Regions from separate parts of the Ovis aries genome. Here region 2 is linked to region 1. Evidence: chromatin contacts called from public Hi-C data. All regions are on one chromosome and are shown on one strand. The core of a region is the stretch at or near the end of the contact, and the rest is flanking DNA. Distances in the headings are between cores, read along the strand shown.

The links. A called contact is a pair of places that touch in the nucleus more often than the background predicts.
Region 2: a Hi-C map of liver shows a contact between it and region 1, with 4 times the contacts expected there. The contact joins two enhancer-like sites. A contact is called at or near these places in 2 of 16 Hi-C or Micro-C datasets (liver and muscle).

What each region holds. Positions count from the first base shown.
Region 1 is chr1:193,268,680-193,275,133 of ARS-UI_Ramb_v3.0, forward strand. All of the region lies in intron 3 of XXYLT1 (xyloside xylosyltransferase 1), which reads left to right. Among named protein-coding and RNA genes, the nearest start is that of XXYLT1, 130 kb to the left of the region's middle. Within about 2 kb of position 4,037, at least 14 of the 54 cell types and tissues checked have an H3K27ac peak or open chromatin away from gene starts, as enhancers often do. A contact at or near this core is called in liver, where this site is marked.
Region 2 is chr1:193,458,015-193,464,468 of ARS-UI_Ramb_v3.0, forward strand. No RefSeq gene overlaps it. Among named protein-coding and RNA genes, the nearest start is that of FAM43A, 230 kb to the right of the region's middle. Within about 2 kb of position 4,112, at least 17 of the 54 cell types and tissues checked have an H3K27ac peak or open chromatin away from gene starts, as enhancers often do. A contact at or near this core is called in liver, where this site is marked.

The DNA of each region.
Region 1 (6,454 bases), core at 2,787-5,286:
CTGTGTGCCGCCACAGGTCAGGTCCCGGTGGGCCCTGGGCCCCCAGCATGCCCAGGCATGCTGGACTCTGGGTTCCCTGATGATCTGTACATTAAGGAGGTGGATTTACTGATTCCTTCCAGATCTGACATTGTTCTGTGTGATGGGAGATTATACATTTGCATTTGATGACTTATAGAATCATCTCAGAGACAGTTCAGATTCATTTCTGATCAGCTGTCCACTCTGAGAGACTTGTAAAAGCTTAGATTTCAGTTTTTCTCTCCCTGCCTTCCTAAGGCCTCCCTTTCAAGCACTGATCTGTGACATTTAGATTTACCAGGGAGCTGTATTGGACGCTTTTTCCAAGGTCTCTTTCAGAAGGTGATGTGCATCACAGGCGGTTCAAGTTCCTTCCACCCTTACCTCTCAGGCCCTCCTCCTTTCACTTCTTAGCCTAGTCCTGAAAGTCACAAGGAGGACATTCTGTAAAATGGACCAGGTGTTGGTGGCTCTCTGCAGAATGGTACCAACGAAGATGAAAGGGCTGTTTCTTTTTCCCAGTGAGCGTGTCTTGGCCCTCGTGCTTTACAGCATCATAATTACATCACAACCAGGCAAGAAAATCAAATCACCTCCCACCAGATTTCCAGTGTTTTTCCACTAGGCGAACAGGGCAGGATGAGGACTTTGGAGAGGCTGAACCCTCCCCCAGTCCACCCAGCTGACAGACATGTGGCCTTGCTGTTGACTGTGTGTTTTCTCCAGGGAGGAGAGGGTGGGATCAGATTGAGGGAAGGAGGAGGAACCCTTCAGGGCTGTCTGTTTTTCTCTATCACCTCTTTCTCAAGAATGGACATTCTGTCCCTGCAAACTTCTTCTTTGGAAGTCACTTGTCCTGTGGGGTCTTTGCCAAGGGTGAACAGAACTGAGGCATGTCAGAGTTGGAAAGTCTGCTCTAAATCCACGAGCTCCTTCTAGAGAACAGGACTTGTGTCTTCACCACTTCTGTGTCTCTAGCACTCGACACAGTCCTGGGCACACAGAATCTGTGAGGACAGTCTCTCCGGATGAGGGAGCTGCGGAATGACCCATCTGGTTTATCCTGACCTTCCTTCGCCACAGGTGATGTGATCTGTTAGTGCCCATTGGACTGTGTGCTCCCAGCTGCAGATGGTGTCTCTGCACCTGTGGGCCAGCCCAGCACCAGGAGGGTGGGTAGATGAACAAATACCACTCCCTCCACCCCAGCTGCTATAGTGTGTGATGTGGCTTCTTCAGGTGAGCTCTGGAGGCCTTTGTGGGGAGGGGCCTTACTCTGCCTTAGGTTGACAGGGGGAGTGGGTTTCCACCTCCCTGAGTTAGGAGTGGAATGCAACTCATTAAAAAAAGAAAAGGAAAAACTGCATTAGCTTGCTCAAGGAAGGTCTTGAGTCTCCTCTGCGTCGAAGAGAAATTTAAAAATAACCTTATAGAGTGGGTATGTGATGTGGCCGTTTGTCACTTTTGACGTTTTTCATTTGCTGACTGCAGAGCAGTAATTCCTAGATGTGGTTTTGTGGTCCTCCCTGCTATCTTTCTCTGTGATCTCAAGGGTTGTCATGGGCTTGCCAAAAAGTTGCCTGAATCAAAAATTTAATTCACATATTTTTATTGATTTATGTATACCTCAGGTCCCATCCACTTGCAAAGATTTTTAAGGTGGCGTCTAATAAAGGAAATATTGGTAAAGTTAAAATAGAGAAAGAAAAGATTTTTTTTTTTAATGTAGGAAGAGAAAGCAAGAAGATATTTAATTGCTTTGATTGAGAATTCAGTCAGCACTTAGCTTCTTGGAGACCAAGGAAAAAAAATAGATTTGGCGAACCATGTAATGTATTTTGCAGCAGCAGCAGCCTTTGGAGTCAGATGCCCTCGGCCAGCTCGGATTTCAGCTACAGTTGTCGTGAGCATCTCGTGAGAGCTCAGAGTCAGCTGGAGGCATCTGTGGGGCATGGGAACCTGGGGTGAAGACGCCAGCCCTCTGCCTGGCTGGAAACCAGCTCTGGGAGGCCCCTGGCTAGTCCCCACACCAGTGCCTCCAGCTGCAGTCTAGATTCTGTACCCTTATGTGGGTTTCACGATGTCCCTTGTCTGCCTGGCCCCGCTCAGGGCCCACTGAGGAACTTGTGTTCCTCTGCGTCTCTCCCTTTCAGGGAGCTCAGCGGGCATAGGCATATTAAAGGCCATCCTTAGTTGAGCTCAGGAGGCCCAACTATTGATTATATTAAGCCCTCAAGGAACAGCAGCCCCATTTTCATCTCCAGACCTCCTCTCTGCTGTTTTCACCGTAACTTTTCAGAAGAGACCATTTTGTGACAGGTCAGAACTCACATCAGGGCTCTCCGTTGTCTGTCTTGCCCAGAACTGCCCTCTGCCCACTCTCCCTTGTCAGCGGCACTGTTGTCTCATCGAGCTCTGCTGTCGTGATGGATGTGTGTGGACGAAGCCACTGACTTCTCGGGTTGTTCTCACGTGGGGCTCAGCCCCTGCTTCCAGACTGGCGCCATCAGGACCTTGCCTGTCTGACCCCACTCCTGGCCACAGACTCTGCCAGTGGACATTTCAGCTTCTTTCAGATAGGGTTGAAAAGCAATGAGGTTTCTTTGTTGAGATAATTTGTATTCGGAAGCCTGGGGGTCACCCAGTACTCCTGGGGAGTCCACTGAGCTTGGATTCCCGCTGGGGCTCACTCCCCACCCAGGAGGTTTGAATCAGGTGGCCAGCTTGGAAGACAGTGGCCACAGCTCCACTCTGCTCACCCCAGCCTCTGCTGTTCCCCACCTCTTTGAAGGTCCCTCCCGTACCCTGCTGGTCAGGGCACTTTACATTGGCTAGTATCTGGAGGCTTCATGGAGCTTCATGAGGAGCCTGCCCTGGGCTTTGTCCTCCCTGCTGAGCCCCCCAGAGGAAGACGATGGGATGAAAGGAGTCCAGGCCCAGGCTTTTCTCACCTTTCCCCCATCCTTTACATTCTGGAGACTGTTCTAGTCAAAGGGAGGAGTGGTGGCTGTAGGCATCCTTTTTCAGGCCCCAGATTTAATGTTGCTGCAGCTTTCTATCAAAATCAGGCTCTTCGTCTTGTTCTTGGGCAAGAGTTTCCCTGTGTATCTCTGGTAACACTGCCTTCCTTGCTCTGTGGTTACTTCTATATGCATCTTTTCTCTCATTCTAGGCCATGAGCTTCTTGAGGGTGGAGACCAAGCCTTTCATTTTTTTTCTTTTTTCTCATGAGTAATTGCTCAATAAATATGTAATAAGTGAATGGATCCTGAATTGGCTGGAAAGAATACCTTTTATTCTTTCAAGGAATACCTTTTATTCTTACTACATCTGTTTTCTCCCACATACTTCTGATAATTCATGGCTGCCTTGCTCACCCTGCACTGTAATGTTAGGAAATACAGATGTGTCTTGCATCCCTGGAAAAAACGGTTTCGGTGCTGGCTCTGACTCCAGCCTTTCTGGAGCCAAACCCTTTCCGTGCTCTGATCGGCTCTAGTGGGAGCCTGGCTGACCACGTCCCCAAGCAGCAGGGGCAGCCCCACAGCGCTGAGGAGCTGTCTGTATCCATTACTCCATGGGGCTTTTGTCTGGAGGCAAGAGGACTCATTATCAAAGTGTCTTGGGTTCCTGGAAGTAGATAGTAAGACGTGCTCATTTGTCCATCAGTCAGCAGATATTTACCGAGTATTGTCTGCTTGCCAGGCCTTGTGCTCGGGTTGGGGCTGCATTCATGAACAAAACAGATGTGGTCCCTACCCCCATAGAGTTTGAATTCTAGCAAGGTCGACATAGAAGCATTAGGCAAATTATTAACAGGAAAAAAGAAAAAAGTGTTCTGTGCCAAGCCAGAAGTTCTCAGAGCTCTCTCATGCTGTTACTGCAAACCGTGTCCGTCCAGGTCAGTCCTAGGGCTTGCATTCATACCTATCGTTTTCCCAGAAGCGTTTCAGTCCCCGGCTCTCTTGTCAGTTCCTGGAGAAAGCCTTGGCATGTAGTCCAGAGCGGCTGCCAAGCACCTGGAACATTACCACATAGCACAAGGGGCTGTACTCAGGCTCTTGCTCACTGTGTGCCTGCTCTTGTCTTCAGTCTTTCCATCTGTAAAATCAAGGTTGTGGGGTCTGGGGCCACACTGCTCAGGCTTAGCTCCACAGAAAACCAATCCTAGAGCATGTCTGGAGAAAAGGATTTCATGAGGAGATAAGTTTGGGAAATTGAACATTTTATTCCCCTCTTCTCAATTCACATAGCACAGTAAAGGCTCTGAGGAGTTCTGGAGTACACACTCTGGGCTGGTTTTGTTGAGTGTAACTTTCTGAAACTTTAAAAATCATATTCCGTTTGTCACATGGCCCCTACTTTGCTGAGGCTTTGAGACTCCGCAAGGCCTGCTCGTCCAGAGACCCAGGGAGGCCCTGTTGCTCTAGTTCTCTGTAACCACAGCTCTGGTGATGCTCTGGGTCAGAGGACAGAAGTTTGGTGTAGGGCAGCGGTTCCAGAGCCTGTAACATGTGGCACCCCTTCCTCTTCCATTATCATGCCCATGTCCAAGGAGACGGCTGACCAAATTTCCTGCAGCGGATTCTGGAGACGTTTTAAGACACTCGCTGTTGGTGGCACTGCCTTGGAATCCACAATCATTTCTTAATTGGCCTCGGAACCGTCAGTTCGCAAAACCCGTCTGTCATGGGAGACTTGAGCAGTATTCAGCATTTCATTAATAATTCAGTGGATGAGCTTCCTCAGATGAAGGCCTTCCAGCCCTTGGGACTCGCTTGTCTTCTGCCTCCAGAGATGCTCTGGGGAGAGTTCTCTGTTATGTTACAGATGTTAATGACTCAGGCAGTAGTACCTCCATGCTCTCCCAGAATCCCCAAAGCCTCATCAGTCGGAAGACGGAAGATTGATACAGGTTAATCCCACTCTAGCTCTGTCAGCAAGCTCAGAGTGGTGGGTGGGCTTGCTGACAGAGAGGCCCTAGGGAGTGGATGCCAATGGCAGGCTTCAGGCAAGCCTCTTGTGCTTCAATGGCGGGGCCGGGGGTGGGAGGGAGCGGGTGTTAGCTATTGCAATAGACTCCTCCTTCTACCTGTAGCATCCCCAAGCATTTAGGAAAAAAATATGTAGAATCTTTTTTTTTTTGGCAAGTTAAAGATACCTAAAAATATTGGTTGAATTCGTTCTAGCTGATTAGATCTGATTCTCATTCCCATTTAGGAAAATTATAGAACATCACAGCTGAATGGGAACACTGAAATCTTCTCACCCACCTCCTTCATTTTTCAGTGTAGGGAAATGAGACCAGAGGAAAGTGACTGTCAAGGTTACCCAGCTGGTTCGTGCAGAGCCTGGCTGGTACCCGGGCCTCCTGGCTCATAGCCCCGTATCCTTTCCAGCGTGTCACACACCCCGCCCTGAGCACAGTGAGCACAGCGCTCTTCTTGGAGTGCTGCAGGCAGTCCCAGGCCCAGCAGTGCTGGGACACCAGATGCTCTTGTCCTTCTCAGGCGCTGTGACGCCGAGGGTCGCGTGGCTGTCCTAGCTGTCACGCTGGTGGGGCAGGTTTATGTGCCAGGACTCTGCTCCCTCCTTCTCTCAGCTCCCCTGCTAGTTTGTGGTGACTAGTGCTGGCTGTCACCTCTTCAAGGCCCCTCTCCCCTTGGAGGGACTTGCCTTCAGGGGAGTTGAGCCTGGCTGCTCAGGGGAAGTGGGGAGCAGCCCTCAGGAGCCAGCCTTCGCATCCTCTTGTGGGCTCTGCTGGGCCTGGCTGCCGGTGCTCAGCCAGGGGCTACTTCCTGGCTAGACACTGAGCTGGTTTTTCCACCTTCCCCTGGAGCCTGGGGAGAAGGGGCTGGAGCAGGGAGATCAGAGAGCCTCCCTTCCCGATCTGCACAGTGTAGGGGTGGAGTAGAGGATGATAAACAAGGGCCCAGAAGTCTTGAGTTTCTCAGGGACCTCAGGGCTAGAAGTGCCTTTGGAGATGACCGGGTCTTGCCCTCAGTATTTATAGATGAGGAGCCTGGGGCCTGCAGAAGGGGCAGCCTTATTTAAGTTCTCATGGTCAGTTGAAGGCAGAGCTGGGGTGAAGCTTAGGTTTCTACCCCATTTTTCATGGAGTCTCAGCTGCAGGCCTTCAGCCTTTCTAGTTCAAGGTGTCATTTTCTGGCGTATGATCAACATGTCTCAGCCCCAAGCCCCATCGGTTAGAAAATCTAGAGCAGGTTTAGGGACCAGAGAAGATGGAAGAGTGGGTTGGGCTGGGCAGCCAAGGGGCCTTCAAGGGCTATTCAGCAGAGGAGCAAATGCCCAGAGCATCTGTGCCCTGTAGGGTCTTGGGGAGGGTGTGCAGGCTCGTAGAAAGTGAAGGAGCAGAGATGAGATGAACAGGGGGTCCTGGGGGCCTCTCTGTACCTGCTCTGATGCAGGGACC
Region 2 (6,454 bases), core at 2,862-5,361, 190 kb after region 1:
ATGCCACAGATGAATGAGTGCCCTTGACATCTCTTCTCTGAAGGGCCCGTCTTTTTGTAGGTTTCAGGCTACACAGCTGCTCTGAAACCTCAGCTCTTTGATGGATTCATGAAAAGTTATAATCTTGAAGTTAGACTGGCTTTTTGTTGTTTTGTGGTGGGACTAATATTCTTTTCATCTTCTCAGCACAACTCAGCAGTCTCAGCCCCTCTAGAGTTTATGTTTTGCTCCCCCACCCCTCATCCTCATGTTCCATGGACAGGGACCATGTCTATTATTGATGTACCCTCAGTGGTTGGCATGAAGTGGGCATCACTCAGTGTTCATGGAGGGAACTGGGCTCTGCAGCTGGCAGCCAGGAGACCAGCGATGCAGCTGGAGTTATTGGCAAAGAGAATGTGCTCCAGGTTGGACCAAGACCATTGCAGAATCATACTTGAAACTTTTGTGCCTCAGACTCTTATATCTGTATCCGTTTATACTCACCCTCCCTCATCCCTCACTCATGCTCTTCTCCAAAGCGGAAGTGAAAGTGTTAGTTGCTCGGTTGTGTCTGACTGTTTGCAACCCCATGGACTGTAGCCAGTCGTCAGGCTGCTCTGTCCATGGAACTCTCCAGGCAAGAATACTGGAGTGGGTAGCCATTCCCTTCTCCAGGGGAATCTTCCCTGCCCAGGGATTGAACCCAAGTCTCCTATATTTCAGGCAGATTCTTTACTGTCTGACCTACTAGGGAAGCCCACCCTTCTCCAAAGTTAGGGTGTAATTTGAGGTCTTATCCCTCAGAGAGGAAAGCATGTCTTTTACCCAGAGCCTGTTCCAAAGTGTTGAGAACCCAGAGAATTTTGATTTATTCATCCACCAAGTGTTTATGGAGATCCTTCTTTGTGCCAGGCACTTTTTGGTGCTTCTTGATTATGAGTCCATTCCTGGGGCTCTAAGTGGTTCCAACTGGGTCCCTGTGTGTATTGGGATAATACAACTCCTGTGATGAACGGCTTCAACATTTCAGAGCCTTAATGCAACAGACATTCATAGTCCAACGCAGGCATTCGCGGGCAGGCTTCCATGAGCCCTTCATTTGTATTTTGATTTCTTCCCACTGCCAGAGCCTCTTACTCAGCTGGTGGATGATTAAAGAGACCATGGAGGAGACACTTCCACTTCTAACAACAACAACACAGCAATCAAATTTGTTGGTTCTATTATCACCCTTGTTGATGACAATTAGTCACATCGTCCCCTCATAGATGTAAGAGAAGCTGAGAAATATAGTCTTTAACAGAGAATCTGCTTTGTAGCATCCATTCTATGCCCTAGATAGGGAACTTCCATTTTTGGTGATGTTTGCTGTCTCAGCCGCAGTCTTAGAGAGATTGGATGGACAATGGGACTGATCAATTGATTCCAGCAAGGACTGAGTCTTGAAAAGACTCCACAGAAACAATTCCCAACCATCCTGAGCTAGAAGATACTTGGAGTGTGATTAGTGGTAAAGAATCCGCCTGCCAGTTCAGAAGATGCAAGAGACACGAGTTCAATCTCTGGGTCAGGAAGATCCCCTGGAGGAGGGAATGGCACCCCACTCCAGTATTCTTGCCTAGGAGAGAGGAGAGATGGAGAGAGGAGCCTGGTAGGCTATGGTCCATGGGGACCCAAAGGGTTGGACATGGCTAAGCACACACAGCACAGAGCACACACTTGGGAGATTTAGAGTGTGAGAAGGTGAGACTTAGTGTGTGAGCAGGAAGATACCCAAGGTGTAAGCTAGGAGACTGGGGAGGGAGAGCTGACCGTTGCCTAGGCTTTGGCTAGGACATGTGCTTGTTTGCCGTATGAAGTGCAAATTCTTCTCTCTGGAATTTAAGAGCCTGCACAGTCTTGTCCCAACATACTGACTTAGGCTTCTTCCACTTACTCCTCTGCTTGTCCCCTATGCCTGGGTTACATTCCACCACCCCCGCCACCGCCATCGTTCTTACAGATTGGATCGATATCCACTCATTCATTCATTCTTTATTAAACACTGTGCCACTCTCCGGAGAGGAGCACAAGAACGAGGAAGTCTTTACCCTTGGGAAGTTATGCTGCTTATTTTCTCTGACCGTTTCAAAATGGGCCTTTGCTGAGAACTTACTTGAAATGCTGATACCAGAAACTTCCTTCCTTGGGGAAATATCGTTTTACTGCCATGCCTTTCTCTGAGTCAATACTTACCATAGACTCTGTGATCTGGTTCTGGCATCTACACATCTCAGAGCCCCTTCCACAGCTTTCCCACCATAGCCAGCTAGCGTTGGCTGGACATATGCCAAGATCAGGGGCCTCACTTCCTCCTGAGACACCTGGTATTAAGAACAAAACCCTGTTTCCTTTTGGTCCTAGCTGGATCCTCAGGGGTAAAACATGGTACAAATTGCCTCTTTGTCCACAGGCGAGGTCTTTGAAGGTTAGTTGAAGGCCTTCAGCAAGGCCTCTCACCAGACAACATCTTCTCTCTCTGAGACCTTGCCCAGCTTCATAAAGTGCACCATGTAGACCCTCCCGCTCCCTGGCCCTCCACATCGCTTTCTCCTTGCTGTCCTCACATGCACCCCTTCACAGATCCATGACCACATGCCAGCTGATAACAAAGCACTGCATTAAAATAAAGCCTGGGGGCTATCTTGGTGGTCCAGTGGCTAAGACTCTTCACTCGCAATGCAGGGAGCCTGGGTTCAATCCCTGGTCAGGAGATGAGATCCCACATACTGCAACTAAAGATCCCAAATGCCGCAAATTAGAACCTGGGATGGCCAAATGAATAAATAAACATTTAAAAATAAAATAAAGCCTGACTGGAGCAGATGAGTCCAACAATAGGCAGGAGAAGACTGTGAAAGTTGCCTTGCACAGACTTTGTCCTCTCTCAATAACTTTCACAAAGATCTCGCATACATTTGGTTATATTTTGAGATGGGCTTGCAAAGGATTAAATTAAGTGTTCTGCTGCTGCTGCTGCTAAGTCACTTCAGTCGTATCCGACTCTGTGCGACCCCATAGACGGCAGCCCACCAGGCTCCTCCGTCCCTGCGATTCTCCAGGCAAGAACACTGGAGTGGGTTGCCGTGTCCTTCTCCAATGCATGAAAGTGAAGAGTGAAAGTGAAGTCGCTCAGTCGTGTCCAACTCTTAGCGACCCCATGGTCTGCAGCCTATCAGGATCCTCCACCCATGGGACCTTCCAGGCAAGAATACTGGAGTGGGTCGCCATTGCCTTCTCCGAAATTAAGTGTTCTAGAAGTTTTAAAGTTGCCTTCCTCCCTTCACTTTATCGTTCTGAGCATTCTCCAAATGACATTCTTTGGGGGGAAAAATAGTCTGAAACTTCATGAAATATGCTTTTTAGTTGTTGTAGGCAATAAAAATTGATTCTAATTTCCACAGGAAGATGTGTGTGAGTAGCATTCTAGAAGCCTTTTGCTGTGCCTTTGGTTTCTCTTTGTGTCCCACTTGAGTAATTTCTTCACATCTTTCTGTCCCTGAGCTTAGAAACCTGGTAAATAAGCAAGCTCTGGAGAGAGCCGGAGAGCCAGCAACTTCCTGGAAATATGAGGCCACGAGGCTAAGCACAGAAACGCTCTCTTTCCAGGAAGGAGTGACTGAATCAGAGCAACGACCTTGGCTTCCAATCAGTCCTCATCCAGGTTTTCCCACTCTTCCTCTCTGCCCCGACCTTCGCACTCCAGGCTGTGTGTGTGTGTGTTGGGGGCGGTGTGGGGGGGGGGGGGTGGGGCGGGGACGGGTCGGGGAGCTGGGATTACCCACCACACCACCCCAGCCCCAGCTCTCTTGCACAAGCCCATCCTGCCTTTGGCATGTGCCTCAGGACTCTCTTTGTCCACAAAGCTAGGTTGAGTCAAGTTTCCTCTCCATCTCCGAGAAGAATGCCATCAGGAAGCTCAATTATTTCAAGAATGTCGAATATAGTATTTTAATGGAGCCATTTTCCATGTCCCTCTAGAAAAAGGATGTAGAGTTTGTTGTTGGTCTATCTGCAAATGAGTCTTTTCACACTACAGCGCTTTCCTGATTTCGACACAGCAAACTTTGGGTACTTTTCTCTATCACGAAGAGATTTTGTCTATGGTTCTCTCTCCACAGGTGTAGTCCAGTGAGACTGGCTGTTGAAATGTAGGCGGTGTTCTTAGGAAAGGGGCCTGCCCTTGGAATTAATCCTGCAGTTACGGTGCCAAGCCAAGCTATGGCAAAACATCAAGCAGGGTGTTGACATTTATTTCTAGATACCGTGCCTGGTCCTAAAACGAAACCATGATGCTAGCAGCAGGGCGGGAGAAACCAGTGCCTTCTGTGCTATTTGGCTGCAATACAAGTGGATAAAGTTTTCGACAACATTTTATTTTGGGTTGGTGTTCTTCCCATGATAAACACCAAACCAGTCAGCAGCAATAATGAGTTCTCGGCAATCGAGATTGTTGCCATGAGAAAAATTCCTCAATTTTCTTTGTCCAGGATGGGCTGTTGGATCCTCTTCTTTGTTGGGGTAGGTTTATATTTATCACAATAAAGATAAATAAAATAAGCAATTAAAATAGTAAAGTTGAGAGCATAATTCATATCCCTTGGCTACTGTGCTCCAAATACTTCACTACTTTGGAATTAAAAAAAAAAAATCTTTGTGTAACAGTCACTGGCTTTTCCAGATGAAACTGGGCTACACAAACATTCTTTGAGTATGTGTGATTTCACTTAAACCCTGCGTCCTGGCTCAGGGACCTATTGCAAAACCTGATGAATTCAGGGAAATGAATAATCCTTACTCTTGGATCACTTAGTGAAAGAGCATTCAGACTTCTTTGAAGCCGGAGAAGAAATGTTTTTTAGACCCAAAGCTTCCTGTGCGGTGCTGAGCCCCTAGTATTACTCCATTGAGGGGAAGTAGAGGCAAGGGAAGGGAATGTTGTGGAGAGAAACCACGTCACTGAACCAAGGTTTAGAGTTCTTTAAGATGCACCTTCCTGTGTCTTGCCCTGGTTCACCACTAGCCTTTCCGCCTGCCCTCTCCTTGGTGGGTCAGAGTGTGGGGGAACAGGATGGACCGGGAGAAGGGGAGGTGAGAATGTGAACTTGTGTCCTTGCGTCTGGCAGGCGTGTTTGGGTGTAGGTTTTACACATGAGGAAGAGGTTGTTAACATTTCTTTGACTTTGAAAACGCCTTTGACCCCAGCTGCACAGAAACTCGCTTTACTGGCTTGGAAGACAAATAGGACGACATCTGTTTGCAATGTTCCAACTAATCACTTTAGCCACCCCCACAGCCGAGCACGCAGGAAGTCCTGTCCCCCTCAGGACTTCCCACCTGGTGACACCAGGAATCCTCAGCCTGCGGGGCCCTGGAACGGGCTGAAGAGTGGAAAGAAGGACAAATGAACAGGGTTCCACTTGAGAGGACGCTGAGGCTCCTCTGTGGTCTCATGCTTTAACCACCACCTAAACGCCGCGGGATGAGGGCCCCGACTGCATACCCAAGTTTCCCCACCCCTTCAGGAGGAGCTTGGGGGGACAGGATGGATCTACTTGGAGCCCTTTCCTGCCACCTGGCCCCAGAGCCAATCACCTGAGGCCACACTTCTAGTCATGTGGATCCTCAGAAGGATGGAGTCAGGGCTGCTTTGGGGTTTTCCTCCCTGGAGCTTCCTTGACTCTGCAGTTTTAGCAGTGCCTTCCCGAGAGAGGCAGTGGGGTGATAGAGGGACAGGTTTATCCCTGGTTTGGAAAATCTCCGAGTCTGTGAATAATTCTAGGTTTAACCCCTCCCCACCCCCAAGTAAAATTCTATGGCCATAATAGGAAGGTCTCACAAGGCACAAGGAGACTGTCACTTAGTGGAGAGTTGGAGGTTTGTGGCAAGTGCTCAGAAGCCTTAATTTATTCCTAAGGAATCCACTTCCACCTGGGAAATCTGCACCAAGTCAAGGTCACACCAGTCAGCAGTAACGTTAGTTTTGGGGTCTGTCCACTTAGGCGTGTGCAACTAACTCAAAGAATATATAACCTGTTTTTCAAACAGTATTTGTAACTCCTCTTTTTAGTGTAGATAACTTACTCTGACTGCTACTTTCCTCCTCCAAAGTCTTATTTTAATATTTTCAATCCTACAGAAAAATTTTCACATAGACTTATGATCTGAGTACTTTTCTGTAATGCTTCAAGAAAAGAAAATTCAGACTACTGCCTCGAACACCCACATATCCTTCAGCTAGATTCACCAGCTTTAATGTTGTGTCATATTAGCTTTATCTGTCTGCACACATGCACACATACATTTGTATATTAAAATATGTATATATATTAGTACATATACACCTTTAAGGTAGTTTAACCATGTGAGAAGAGTATGTCACAGACACCATGATTCTTCACTCTGTAATGCCATGTGAATAAAAATAGAACAT